2 separate regions of the Triticum aestivum genome follow, and region 1 is linked to region 2. A link is a contact called in public Hi-C data. All regions are on one chromosome and are shown on one strand. Each heading gives the region's core, a stretch centred on a gene start, on an enhancer-like site or on the middle of the called end of the contact. The rest is flanking DNA. Distances are from core to core; before and after follow the strand shown. Region 1 holds the start of LOC123069680. Region 2 holds the start of LOC123069678 (NEDD8-activating enzyme E1 catalytic subunit).

What was found. A called contact is a pair of places that touch in the nucleus more often than the background predicts.
Region 1: a contact with region 2 is called in a Hi-C map of leaf, with 2.8 times the contacts expected there. The contact joins the promoter of LOC123069680 here to the promoter of LOC123069678 in region 2. A contact is called at or near these places in 2 of 5 Hi-C or Micro-C datasets (both in leaf).

Annotation. Positions count from the first base shown.
Region 1 is chr3B:269,150,047-269,155,857 of IWGSC CS RefSeq v2.1, forward strand. It overlaps LOC123069680, which reads left to right and starts at 2,123. Exons shown (of 11, transcript XM_044492604.1): 1 at 2,123-4,076; 2 at 4,688-4,918; 3 at 5,394-5,523. The coding sequence starts at 2,269.
Region 2 is chr3B:268,850,997-268,857,215 of IWGSC CS RefSeq v2.1, forward strand. LOC123069678 (NEDD8-activating enzyme E1 catalytic subunit) reads right to left here and starts at 3,505. Exons shown (of 9, transcript XM_044492602.1): 1 at 3,232-3,505; 2 at 2,973-3,136; 3 at 1,840-2,042; 4 at 1,149-1,381; 5 at 1,016-1,078; 6 at 875-931. The coding sequence starts at 3,351.

The DNA.
Region 1 (5,811 bases), core at 873-3,372, 300 kb after region 2:
GAGTTGTTTCCACCTCACAAAGAAAACGTGCCGGAATCTGAATTCTATCTCGTCGAAATTCTGGTGGGGGCAAAGGATGGTGAGAAAAAAGTACATTGGATTTCATGGCAAAAGATGTGCACCTCTAAAAGGGATGGAGGGATGGGTTTTCGTGACCCGACAGTGTTTAATCAGCCTCTACTTGCAAAGCAAGCCTGGCGTGTCCTACAATGCCCGGAGTCGTTGGTGGCAAGAGTGCTCAAGGCGCGTTACTTCAAAGAGGAATCCATATTGAGCGCAACGTGCCCTGCTACAGCCTCATACACTTACAGACGCGTTTTGCACGGCAGGGATCTACTTCGAGAGGGCCTATTTTGGAGAATTGGAGACGGCTCCAAAGTGAGCATACATCACAGTAACTGGATCCCGAGGAGCGGGGCTATGAAGCCGTTGGGACAGGTATATATTCCGGGCGTGACTAAGGTGGCCGATCTCCTCTTGCCAGATGGAAGAAGTTGGAATAGCGACCGAGTCAGGGAGATGTTTACCCCGGGCGATGCAAGTGAAATTTTGCAGATAGTGGTGGGTGGCTTGGGTATTGACGACTACCAAGCGTGGAATTTCACAAAGAATGGAATCTTCTCGGTACGACCAACTTATCATCTGAAAATGGCCATGGTTAGATCGCGCTTTGGACGGCCGGAGTCATCTAGTTCTGTGAATAAACACAAGGGGTACATGGCCCTTTGGGGCACGAACACACCTGGAAAGGCCAAGATTCATCTCTGGAGACTCATTTCAAATGGACTGGCAGTCGGATCAGAGCTCCATCGGCGAAGGATAAAACCTGGGGTCTTCTGCGTTGCTTGTGGACGCGAGGAAACTTTATTTCATCGATTTTGGGCGTGCCCACACTCGGTACTTTTTTGGCAGCTATTTCGCTCGGAGAAGGGAGATTTGGTGGCGATCCCACCATGCCAGTTGGTCTCCCAGGGAGAGGTAGCACGTTGGCTACTGCAGTGGCTAGCGGGAGCATCCAATGAAGCAAAACAGGCGACGGTGCAGGCGCTGTATAGCCTGTGGCTGGCTAGGAACGAGACAAGAGAAGGGAAGATGATCAAACGTCCACATGAAATATTGGGTTCAGTCTTGGGGCAGATAGAGGAGTGGGTGCTGGCACATCCCGCTTCAGGTAATGCTCCGGCTCGTCCGCAGCATCAGAAATGGGAGCCACCGGACGAGGGTTGGATCAAGGTTAACTCCGACGGCGCAACATCAAAGATGGGGGACAAGGCTGGAGGTGGGGCTGTGCTTAGGGATCATATGGGAGCGTTCAGAGCAGGTATGTGCCACCATTTCTCTGAGGTCGTTGATCCCGAGGTGGCTGAGATCTTGGCATGTAAGCGGTCTCTTGAGGTAGCAAAAGAAATCAACGCGACACTAGTGCATGTGGAGTTAGACTCTCAAGGAGTTGTGCAGATGCTGAAGAAACACACAAAGGAGCTCTCGGCGTCCGGGCCTTTGGTGGAGGAGATCAAAACCTTGTTGCGATCCTTTGTTGATCACAAGGTGACTTGGGTTAGACGTTCAACTAATGCTGCCGCGCATAAGCTAGCTAGAGTAGGAGTGGGTGTCGAACTATGTAAGGTTTGGTTGGGGGCTCCTGCGGACATCGTTCTTTCTGTTTTGTCGGATGAGATTCCGAACTTCGTAAGTTAATAAAAGCGGCAGTATTTTCCCTAAAATAAAAATAAAAATTTGGGCTCCCTTTGAGAATTTGAATACATACTCTTCAAATCCTGGGCAAGTCCATGAGAACACGTTACTGAGATATAGGCTGTGACACACCTGCAAGATCTAAATGTAACATTCTGGATTTCCTAAAGACTCCAGAACACTTTTTCTCCAGCATGGTCAGAAAAAAAAACACTTTTTCTCCAGCTAAAAAAAAGCATGTGAAAGCTTTGCTAACCTTGTCAGGTTGGTTGGAGACCCTGACCCTGAGGCTGCGATGGGGGTGGGATACCATGCCATGGAGGGCGAGCCGCTGACCATGTAATGCACGTGTCGGCACGTTCATCATTTTCTGTTCGTTTCCTATTTTAATGCAGCAGCTGGGTATGTACAGAGCAGTTCAATCCAATCCAATCCATTTCCCGTCTCTTTCTATCTGTCTATGGCCCACACCCCTGCCCCGCCGGAAAACGAAATCCACGTCGCCCGCGCGCGGCCGCCGACGTAAAGCCGCCCTCCGCCGCACACGCTCTCCTCTCCCGTGCCGCCCACCCGATGGATCCCTCGCCCGATCCGCTCGCCGCCTCCGCCCCATTCCCCACCATCCCCGCCGCCACCCACAGGCCGCGGGTCGCCCGCCCGCGGCGCCAGGCCGCCCCCTTTCGTTCCGACCACCCCGGAGCCTCCTGCTCCCCCAGCCGGCGCCTCGGCGGTGATCTCTCGAGCTTTGCTGCGGGCGCTGGCTCGCGACCGAGCACCGCAGGTGGATCACGCCCCTCGGTCTTCGTCTTCGGCGCGGACGCCTCGACGTCTAACCGCGCCGTGGCGGAGGATCCAGCGTCGGCGGGCTCATGGGGTTCTTCCCGTGGCGCTAATTTTGTTTTTGGGAGTGGCGTCTCGGCGAGATCGGAGATGAAGAGAAGCTCCTCGGTTGGATCCAGTGCTGCATCGTTGTGCAGCCTCTCTGCAGCAGCCGATGAGCTTGTACAAGATGATTCTTCCGGCAAGCAAAGAGACTGTGCTCATGTTTCTAGACTAAATGATTCCGTGCTGGAGATAAATTCTCGCGGTAGTTTTGGTTCCTCTCAAAGCAATTTGAAGTCACATGAGGTTTTTCGTCCGAGCATTCTTCCTGGTGTTGCTAAGCAGCGCGATGAAGGGCGTGGCATGCTCTCTCAGACAGTAGGGTGCAAGAGTACCGAAACAAATTCATCATTAGTTGGTCAAGCGGTCACTGCAACAAAATGTACTGACAGGAATGATTCCATGGAAGTCCCCAAGGACTGTGGTAACTCATCCGTAGGAGATTCTGTAGATAAAGTTTACTTCACAAAGGATGGAAGCAAACTTTCTGCAACTGGTGGTAATGTCAAACATGATTTGTTTGTCTTCGGGGAGCGTGCTAGTGCTCAACATAGTCTGTTCACTGCAAATACAGAGCAAAGTAATGTCAAGAAGTTGGATTCATCTGATAAAGAGGAGGTAACATGCAGTTCTGAACAACTTGGTCTTTCAGCTACTGAGGATGGCAGATGTCTCAAGTCACAGCTTGCACCTGGTTCACGTAATTGGGGTGCTCCACATTCCAGACATTGTCAAGTCCATGAAACAGAAAAAGCCTCGAATACTGCACCTTTTAGCATTGGAGCTCAAGATGACATTGTAAAGGTTTCTTTCACAAAGTTGCCTGATGGTATGCAAACACAAGTAGGTGCAGCATCTGGACTTGGTGAATGTCGATCTTTCGATGAGAGATCATTTACTCTTCTACAAGACCACAATTCAGCTGGAGACAAGGGAGTGCTTAAGGCTATGAGCATGAATAGAAGGGCAGTTAAACCAAAGAAGTTTTCCTCAACCCGTCAGGTTTCTTCATTGCGGAATGTCCTTGCAGCTGACAGTTTTTCTGGAAAAGTGACTCCGGAAACAAACTTTAGTATGGAACAATCTGGAAAAGTTGGCCTCAGGTTAGAGGGTTCTGGTAACAGTGGCCCAGAGGTAGCTGATGCTACGCAAACAGCAGAAAGTAGCCATGATGGAACTGGGCTTACTTTTGCAGCTAACTTGGAAAGTTGTGGTAACTCTGACTTAATATTTGCTTCATCTACTTTCGATCGAAGTAAGTTGGGCTCACAAAGACAACAGAATAGAAGTTCTGAAGGAATGACGACTCATACTAACTTTGTTCAAAGCCTTCCTACATCTGCCATTAGTCTTGCACACACAAAAGTTTCAGCAAGCCAGCCAGACGCAGTTTTAGTGCCTCAATGGACTGAATACAGCAAAGCAGAACCTTCAGTAGTAACATGTACAAAAACAGGAAACTTTAGATATCAGGAGGATTGTGAAACTTGGCGTATAAGGTGTCTACACAACCTTTCGTATTTTGTTACTGGCGTATTTATGAACTTACATACTATGTTTAATGACTTATGCCTGCACAGTTGCAAATATCACAGTTATATCAACTATATCTTCTGAAATAGGCAAATAGCACAAAATATGATTATTTATATGTGGACAGTGGACACCAGTTTAATATCTGCAGTAATCTGAAAGCAAACTTTGAAAGGATTGCAACTGTGCTTGAACTTCCATAACAGAAGAAAATTAGAATCTTCCATAACAGAAGAAAATTATGAAATTATCTCCAACCAAGAACCAATGTGATGTATTTCAGTCAATCAAAATTCAGTTATTTGTTCCTCTGTTAGCCTTTTGCCTTTTTTTTCACACCCGTTCCTCATGCTATGTAATCAAGTTTATGCTTATGGATAATGTGCTGTGTTTGATAATTCTGGAGTTTGTTGGCTTAGAATTAATTCCCACCAGTGGTTGTTTATGAAATATCAACATTTAAAACTGAAATATGTTGAGTTTTGGTTTGATTTGAATAAGGGGATTAGAGTTTCTTTTTTGTTGCTTTAACTGTATATTTGGTGCATTTTAAGCTTAATTGTTTATTGTTCACCAGGGGAAACCAAGCTTATGCTGCAGGACAGTTAGCTAAGGCGGAGGAATGCTATACCCATGGGATTAATTCTGTTTCTCAAAATCAAGCTTCTCAGAAAGCATTAATGCTGTGCTACAGCAATCGTGCAGCTACCCGGATATCTCTCGGTAGGATGAGAGATGCCCTCTCTGATTGTCGGAAAGCTACTGAAATTGATTCCAGCTTTCTCAAGGCACAAGTCAGAGCTGCCAAGTAAGATGAATACCTAGGGCTGTTACATTGACAAATCACCAATTTGCGAACTTTCACATATATACAGTTTTTTTAAATAATTGGAATTTGCATCATAATTCTTAAACTTTTTATTTGGTGAAGGAGAAAAAACTAGATATTGTTCTTAAGTAAATATCCAATTCAATTGTTTTTTTCTTAGCAATTTCAGATCTCAGAGGAAAGAAACATTTCATGTGTTGTAGTTAAGTCTAAGGCTGAGTACTGCCTTAACATGCCTAACTATACTCCTTGTTGTTTGTGTACATTCAGTTGACATTAGTTTGCAAAGTGTTAATAGCCTTGTTAATTCGAATTCCATAACTTAATGTGGTTATTTGATGTTAGGAGTTAGTAGTGCATGTAATTGGTCATAAGTGTCTTGCCCTTGTTATATAACTTGTATAATATTGCTGAATATATGATCTAATCAATATGCTCGGCTAAATGTGTATAGTTGTCTGCTTGCTCTGGGGGATGTCGAAGAAGCACAAAAGGGTTTTGAAATCTGTTTGAAGTCTAATCATGCGGCAAGCTTGGATCGTAAAGTCATAGAAGAGGCTTCTGATGGTCTACAAAAAGCTCAGGTAGGCCCGCCTCTGGTGCTATACTGTCGTTGTTCATGTTATCATATCTTGAGGAACTGTGGAATCTGTAGAATTAGTCTGCTCTATCAACTGTATCCCTCTATGCTACTTTGAGTGAGTTTTGACTTTTGAGTAGAGAACTGCGAAACCAGAAGCATACATGATTTTGAGATTAATTTTTCTAGAATATGATTTTACGAGCTATCGAGGAACCGCATTGCAAAATAACTATTTCTGGGATGCTTATGTTAAGTGCAATTGTTGATTACCATAGTTTAGTAGATTTGC
Region 2 (6,219 bases), core at 2,255-4,754:
GAGAATTAGTTGCTGATAAACTAACTAAATGGCACAAAAACTTCTGTCAGAAGAAAAAATTGGACATAACGCAATACTGTGGAAATTAAACATTGACAAGCATGCTGAAGCTGCATAGGTGACAGCTAAACCATGTGTGAATAGATATTTTTTGCACAAAGCAAAAGAGCAGCATGCAGAAAAGAGACAGAGATTATTGTGTGAATAGATATTTATTCAGAAAAATCATATGTAGGTGGATTACAAGGCTAGTTAACTTTAAACATCACTATGATTAAACAAAACTTACACAAGTTATAAACTAAGACCATTCTTATCTTCAACTTCTTAAATATCAAACTGTCCACTATTGAAGTGGATAATGAGCTACTACTACCAGTGGCAGCTTGCCCATAGTGCAAACCTGCACACAGCCTAATCCAACTACACAATGATTATAACAGCAAATACTAGTAGCAAAATCACCTACTATTGGAGCACAACAGACGACTAGAAAAACGAGATTATCTTAACAGGGCTGGAATTTGGAGTATATGGCAAATATTGAATTTGAGTTGCATCCACACTCACTCAAAAAACTTCCGACCAACCCAGCACTGGAATTTTCACCTTGCCAGCACAATATTGTTGTCCCCCTTTGAAATTTAAGGTAATAAGGTTGGGTTTGTTTTGATATATAAAGGTATAAATAACAAAATACTATGATTCTGGAAAGAATTTTGATTATTATTAGTTTTGCGATAGAATGCATTATTCACGAGGGCACAAGCACAGTTCACAATAGAGGAGTAGAACATTGAGACATTCTGGGATAGATAGGGATTAAAGTTACATCTTAGGCCTGGAGAATAAATAAACGGAGAAGATGACACACCTGAGTCAAAGAATACGTAACTCCGGGAATACCAAAAAGTTCTGCTCTCTTTAAAGCCTGCCAAGTATACATGACAAAAGATTAGACAGAAAAAAAGATAGGACACTATATAATTTTGTATGTCATCACACTAGAGCAAACCTCTGAGTAGATCCACTGCATATGTTCTGTATCATCAGCATCAAAAGGTTTTCCACTGTGAACCTACAAGATAAATATAGTTGTTACAAATGAAAATAAATTAAAGAGCAAACTACAGATACAAGAATTATACCTCGTCCCATTTGATCAAATGAGCATACTCAATGCAATGAGCTGCAGTTCTTGGAGTCTCAGCAAGGGTACATAAGGGAAACTTGACCTGGGGAGGAAAAAGCCATATGTTGCATTCAAAGCAAGGCGTCGTCCCTGGTATAATGACTCTAGCATGACCTTTGAAACCTTCTGTCCCACCATCTACCATAGGTTTAACTGTCTCCTGGACTGGTTTGTCGTCTGAGTCATACTCTGCAATTCCAAAGACATACCGGCATCAGTAAATAAATGAAAGATATTATGAGTTTCATTGTGTAAATGTACTAGTTTCCCATCATTTGATTGAGTCATAAACGGGCAAATACTACCTGTATTAAATTAGAGAACCTTGATTTTATCTTTTTATGTGCAGCCCAGCATACCGTTTTACTTGGGATGGAAATATTAACACAGAACAGTATTGATTCACATTCATCTCTAGCATTTTTTTTGCAAAACTTTCTTCAGTCTCAATTATAGTTGCTATGAATGTGCATGCTTTTTTTTGCGGGGAATGAATGTGCATGTTCTAGTCACTTGCAAATTTAAATTGGAATTTTATACAAGGAAAGGACATATGGACACATTGCAGACCAAAGATATTTACTAGTTGAAGCCTTCTTTCCAAGTAAAAGACTAGAGATCCATAAAAACGGCATTGAAATATATACCTAAGAAACCACAAGCCACAGAATTGATGTAGCTTCGAGCTTCAATTGAGTCCAGACCAAGAACAATTATTTGGAACTGATTATAGAACTCTAGCTCTTTATCTTCAATCCTACAAAAATGGGGCACAATGTTCACTCCACTAACTCGCTCCATAACCCTCTTCGCAGCTACTTCAGCCTTGGGCTTCCCAACGTCTTGAATCCTGTACAAAATCACATGCAATGCTCATTGAGATGGTAACATTACAGAGAAACATAAATAGAACATGCAAAATCCAAACAGATATACAGTTGATGCCGCAATAAAGTGAGGTTTTGGCCTTACTCGATGAGTAAGGCTTGGTTTGCGGTTGTTGTCCTGTCCAGTGCTTATGTTTACAGCTGCTGTCAATTCACTTATTTATTGTGGGTGTGAGAATCTATCACTGGTTTGGCAATCATACTGAAATTAGACAAAGTGTCGTATTCAATGATTGGCCTCCAATGATCTTGCATGTTTATGACCACAATAATTGTTTGGCTGCTTGCAACTTGATTAAGAATAGGTAGCAAAACATACAGTATCTAATATCTTAGAAGGGATTCGATGAAACAAGATTATCATAATCCACCGTATACCATGCTGACCAAATTTTATGGAGAATAAGGATACCCTTTTTACCAATATATTTGTTATTGCTTCAGAAACTCGCATAATATTTATCTAATATACCATGTAGTTATCTGATATACCATGGATAATGCGTTCTTGTAGTAATCTAATTTCTAATGTACCATACCCACATAATATTTTCCAAATGCTGATATATTGTTGACATCGCATCACATAGGACAGAAGTATATGTTAACCTGAAATCCTCTCTACTGTTCCTTACTTCCGGTCACTCAGAACTTGCAAATAATTGAACCCAGTTTCATTTTACAGGACCTAACAGTAGAACGTCCTTCTATTTATCTATTCTCCAATCCGTACATTGCTCACTATCTATGCAACCCAGAAATATTATGCCGTGGAGCAAACAACCTTTAAATCTAGCGCTTAGCACGTGAACAAGGCAGCAAAGTTTAATACCACTATACTGCATAAACCCTATTCTTGTGTATAATCAGAAGGACTTGGTGTCGAAAAGGACCTGAAGAGGAACTGGCGGTTGAGGTTGGAGACGTCGATGGTGTCCATGTCGATGACGTGCAGGTTCTTGAACCCGGAGAGGGCGAGGTCCTTGAGGAGCTCGCAGCCCAGCCCGCCCGCCCCCACCACCAGCACCTCGACGACGCTCCCAATAAGGTCTCGCAGCTGCAAGCACGGCGCAAGTAGCCGATTCAGTGTGAAATCGCGAGAAGGATCGAAAACGCCGGGCAGGGGTTGGAGAGGTGGCGGCGGCGGCTAACCCCGGGGCTGGGATCGAAGGTGGAGTGGACGAGGTTGCCGGGGCGGGAGAGGAGCATGTCCAGGTCTCTCCACCTTTCGGGCTCCGTTGGCGGCGCCGCCGCCGCGTCGGGGGAAGCCATCTCGCCTGCCTTTGGACGGGGGGACGGGGGAATCTGTAGGCTGTATAGTCGAGGCGCCGAGGGTGCGGGCGTGCGGCAGAGGTCGGGGAAGGAGACGAGAGAAATAACTCAGGACCTTGGAGTGCGCGGCTAGGATGCGTGATTTGTCTGATCGGACGGCTGCGGTTAGAGGCTGGAGCGCAAGGCAGCAAGCCCAAGTTGTGTTTGGAGCATCTCTTAGGACGTGTTTGGTAGCCTTCCCGAACGAGCCTGGCCCGTGGAGCCTGACTGAGCTAAAAAAGGCAGAAACCTAACATCTGCACCTAGTTAGTTGCATGCATGTATGGGGTGTAATCGGATGTAACGAAAGGTAGTTTGTTTGGTTGCCGCTTGTTTAGGCATAAACGCAAGGCATAGTGTCTGGTTCCATGCAACACATGTTGTTTGGTAATCTCTTCAGTGAGGTGGTGAGGTTACCAGCACACAGCGACGTGAAGAATAATTCGTAGACACACAACAGAAGATAGTTGTAAACCATAGCAAGCCGCAGTTTTAAATACAGCCCACACTTAAACATAACAGTTCAAAAGCAAAGCAGTACGATATGAAACTAAACCAGCTGGAGCATAGGAAGGGTTATCCTAGACGTTCACGACGAAGGCGTCGTCGTGCTTCCCGCACTTGGTCACCACTTCAATGTCGTCGTCATGGTTCCCGCACTTGTCACCACTTCAATGTCGTTTGTCGTTGAAGACGATGACCTTGAGCGTGTCGAGTCTCTGCAGCTTGAACGTCACCATGTAGCCAATTTTGATTTGATGGACGGCGACGAAGGGGGCCCAACCCTAATCGAGGGTCACCTTGTCGTCCATCAGCCGGACAATGACCCTTCATGAGCAGTCGATGTTCGTCCTCGGCTTCACCTCTTCCGGCACGGCCCAAAAGTGCTTCCTGAAGTCTAGGAGCATCAGGATGCACTCAAGCTAAGGGGCAAGGATCACATTGCAGAAGTGGGTTGGACCACCCTCCTCATGGTAGTGCCCTTAGTTCCGGTGCTCCCCGATAGGGGGGCTCCTCTGGCACCACGTCGTCATTCGTGGTCACCTCCTTAGGCGTGGTTGGCACAACCTCCATGGGCGGCACCACCTCATTGCCCTTCTCCATGGGTGACACCACCTTCTTGCCCTTGTTCTACGTGTCGACCTGCATTACGAAGAACACGCATTATGAAGAGCACAAAGTTCCTAGGTCGATCGCCATTAAAACCTATCATCCATAACCCCTTTATTTACCCATCCTCACGGTCAGTACTTACCCACCATCTCACTCGGTTATCTCTCTATCTCTCACTCTTCCTCCTATCCATCGCCATGAACTCCAGCAGGAACTCCAACCCCATCCCCAAACCCTTCCCTTGGGGCATTGGTTGGGGGGCTTCCTTCCTCGGGTGCTCGCTCGATGACTGCACCCAAGTTCGAGAACACCATGGAAGTCCGCTCGAACTTCAGCAACATGGCAGACATGCAAAAAGAGTCAGGCGTTGTGGTGAAGAAGGCGACGTCGGAGGAGTTGAAGACGTTGGTTCCTGACCCAGCGAAGGGCACTATGTCAGTCGACATCCTTCGTTGGGCCATGAATCAGGCCGACTCCGGCGACGCTCGACAGAGGGCAAGGTGGGCCAAGTACAGAGAGTACACGCGTCCTCATGACCATCATGCCCCAGCGTACTTCACGACAGGATTGTGGTGGCGGTGAAGGAGGAACAAGAAGCGGTGGCGATGTAGGTGGAAGAAGAAGATGTTGTGGCAATGGTTGTAAGAGCGTCGGAGCCAGGACACCGAAGCATGCCAATCGAGTTGGACCCCGGCGACGAAGAAGAGCCGGTGGTGCAGCTTGATACGTCTCCAACGTATCTATGATTTTCTATTGTTCCATGCTTATAGTACCAATCTTGAATGTTTTATATGCGATCATATATCTTTTTCAAGACTAACCTATTAACCTAGTGCCAAGTGCCAATTATTGTTTTTGCCTGTTTTTGGTTTTTCAGGAAATCAGTACCAAACGAAGTCCAAACTCTACGAAACTTTTTGACGATTTTTTCTGGACAAGAGAGACCCTAGAAGCTTCGGGAGGAGACCAAAAGGCAAATGAGGAGACGGCAAGGCAACAAGGCACGCCATGATGCCTTGTGGTCCCCTCGTGGCTTCGTCTGACCTAATTCCACCTCTATAAATTCTCTAAAATCAGGAAACCAATAGAGAGCCATCCAAAATACTTTTTTCGCCGCCGCAAGTTTATGTTCTTCTGCTATCCCATTTGGAGACCTTTTCTGGTACTCTGCCGGAGGGGGAATCGATCACGGAGGACTTCTACATCAACCTTGTTTCCCTTTCGATGATGTGTGAGTAGTTTACCACAGACCTACGGGTCCATAGATAGTAGCTGGATGGCTTCTTCTCTCTCTTTGATCATCAATACAATGTTCTCCTCGATGTTCTTGGAGATCTATTCGATGTAATCTTCTTTTGCGGTGTGTTTGTTGAGATCCGATGAATTGTGGTTTATGATTAGATTTATTCATGAATATTATTTGAGTCTCTCTGAACTCTTTTTATGCATGATTGTTATAGCTTTGTATTTCTCTCCGATCTATCCATTTGGTTTGGCCAACTAATTTATCTTGTAATGTGAGAGGTGCTTTGTGATGGGTTCGATCTTGTGTTGCTCAGTCCCAGTGACAGAAAGGGACATGACACATATTTGTATCGTTGCCATTAAGGATAAAAAGATGGGGTGAAAAATCTTTCTCAACAATTCCTATTCTACTAACAAGAGTAGACATGCAAAATTTATTTGTTACTGAAGAGAAAACCGTTCCAGCTGTTC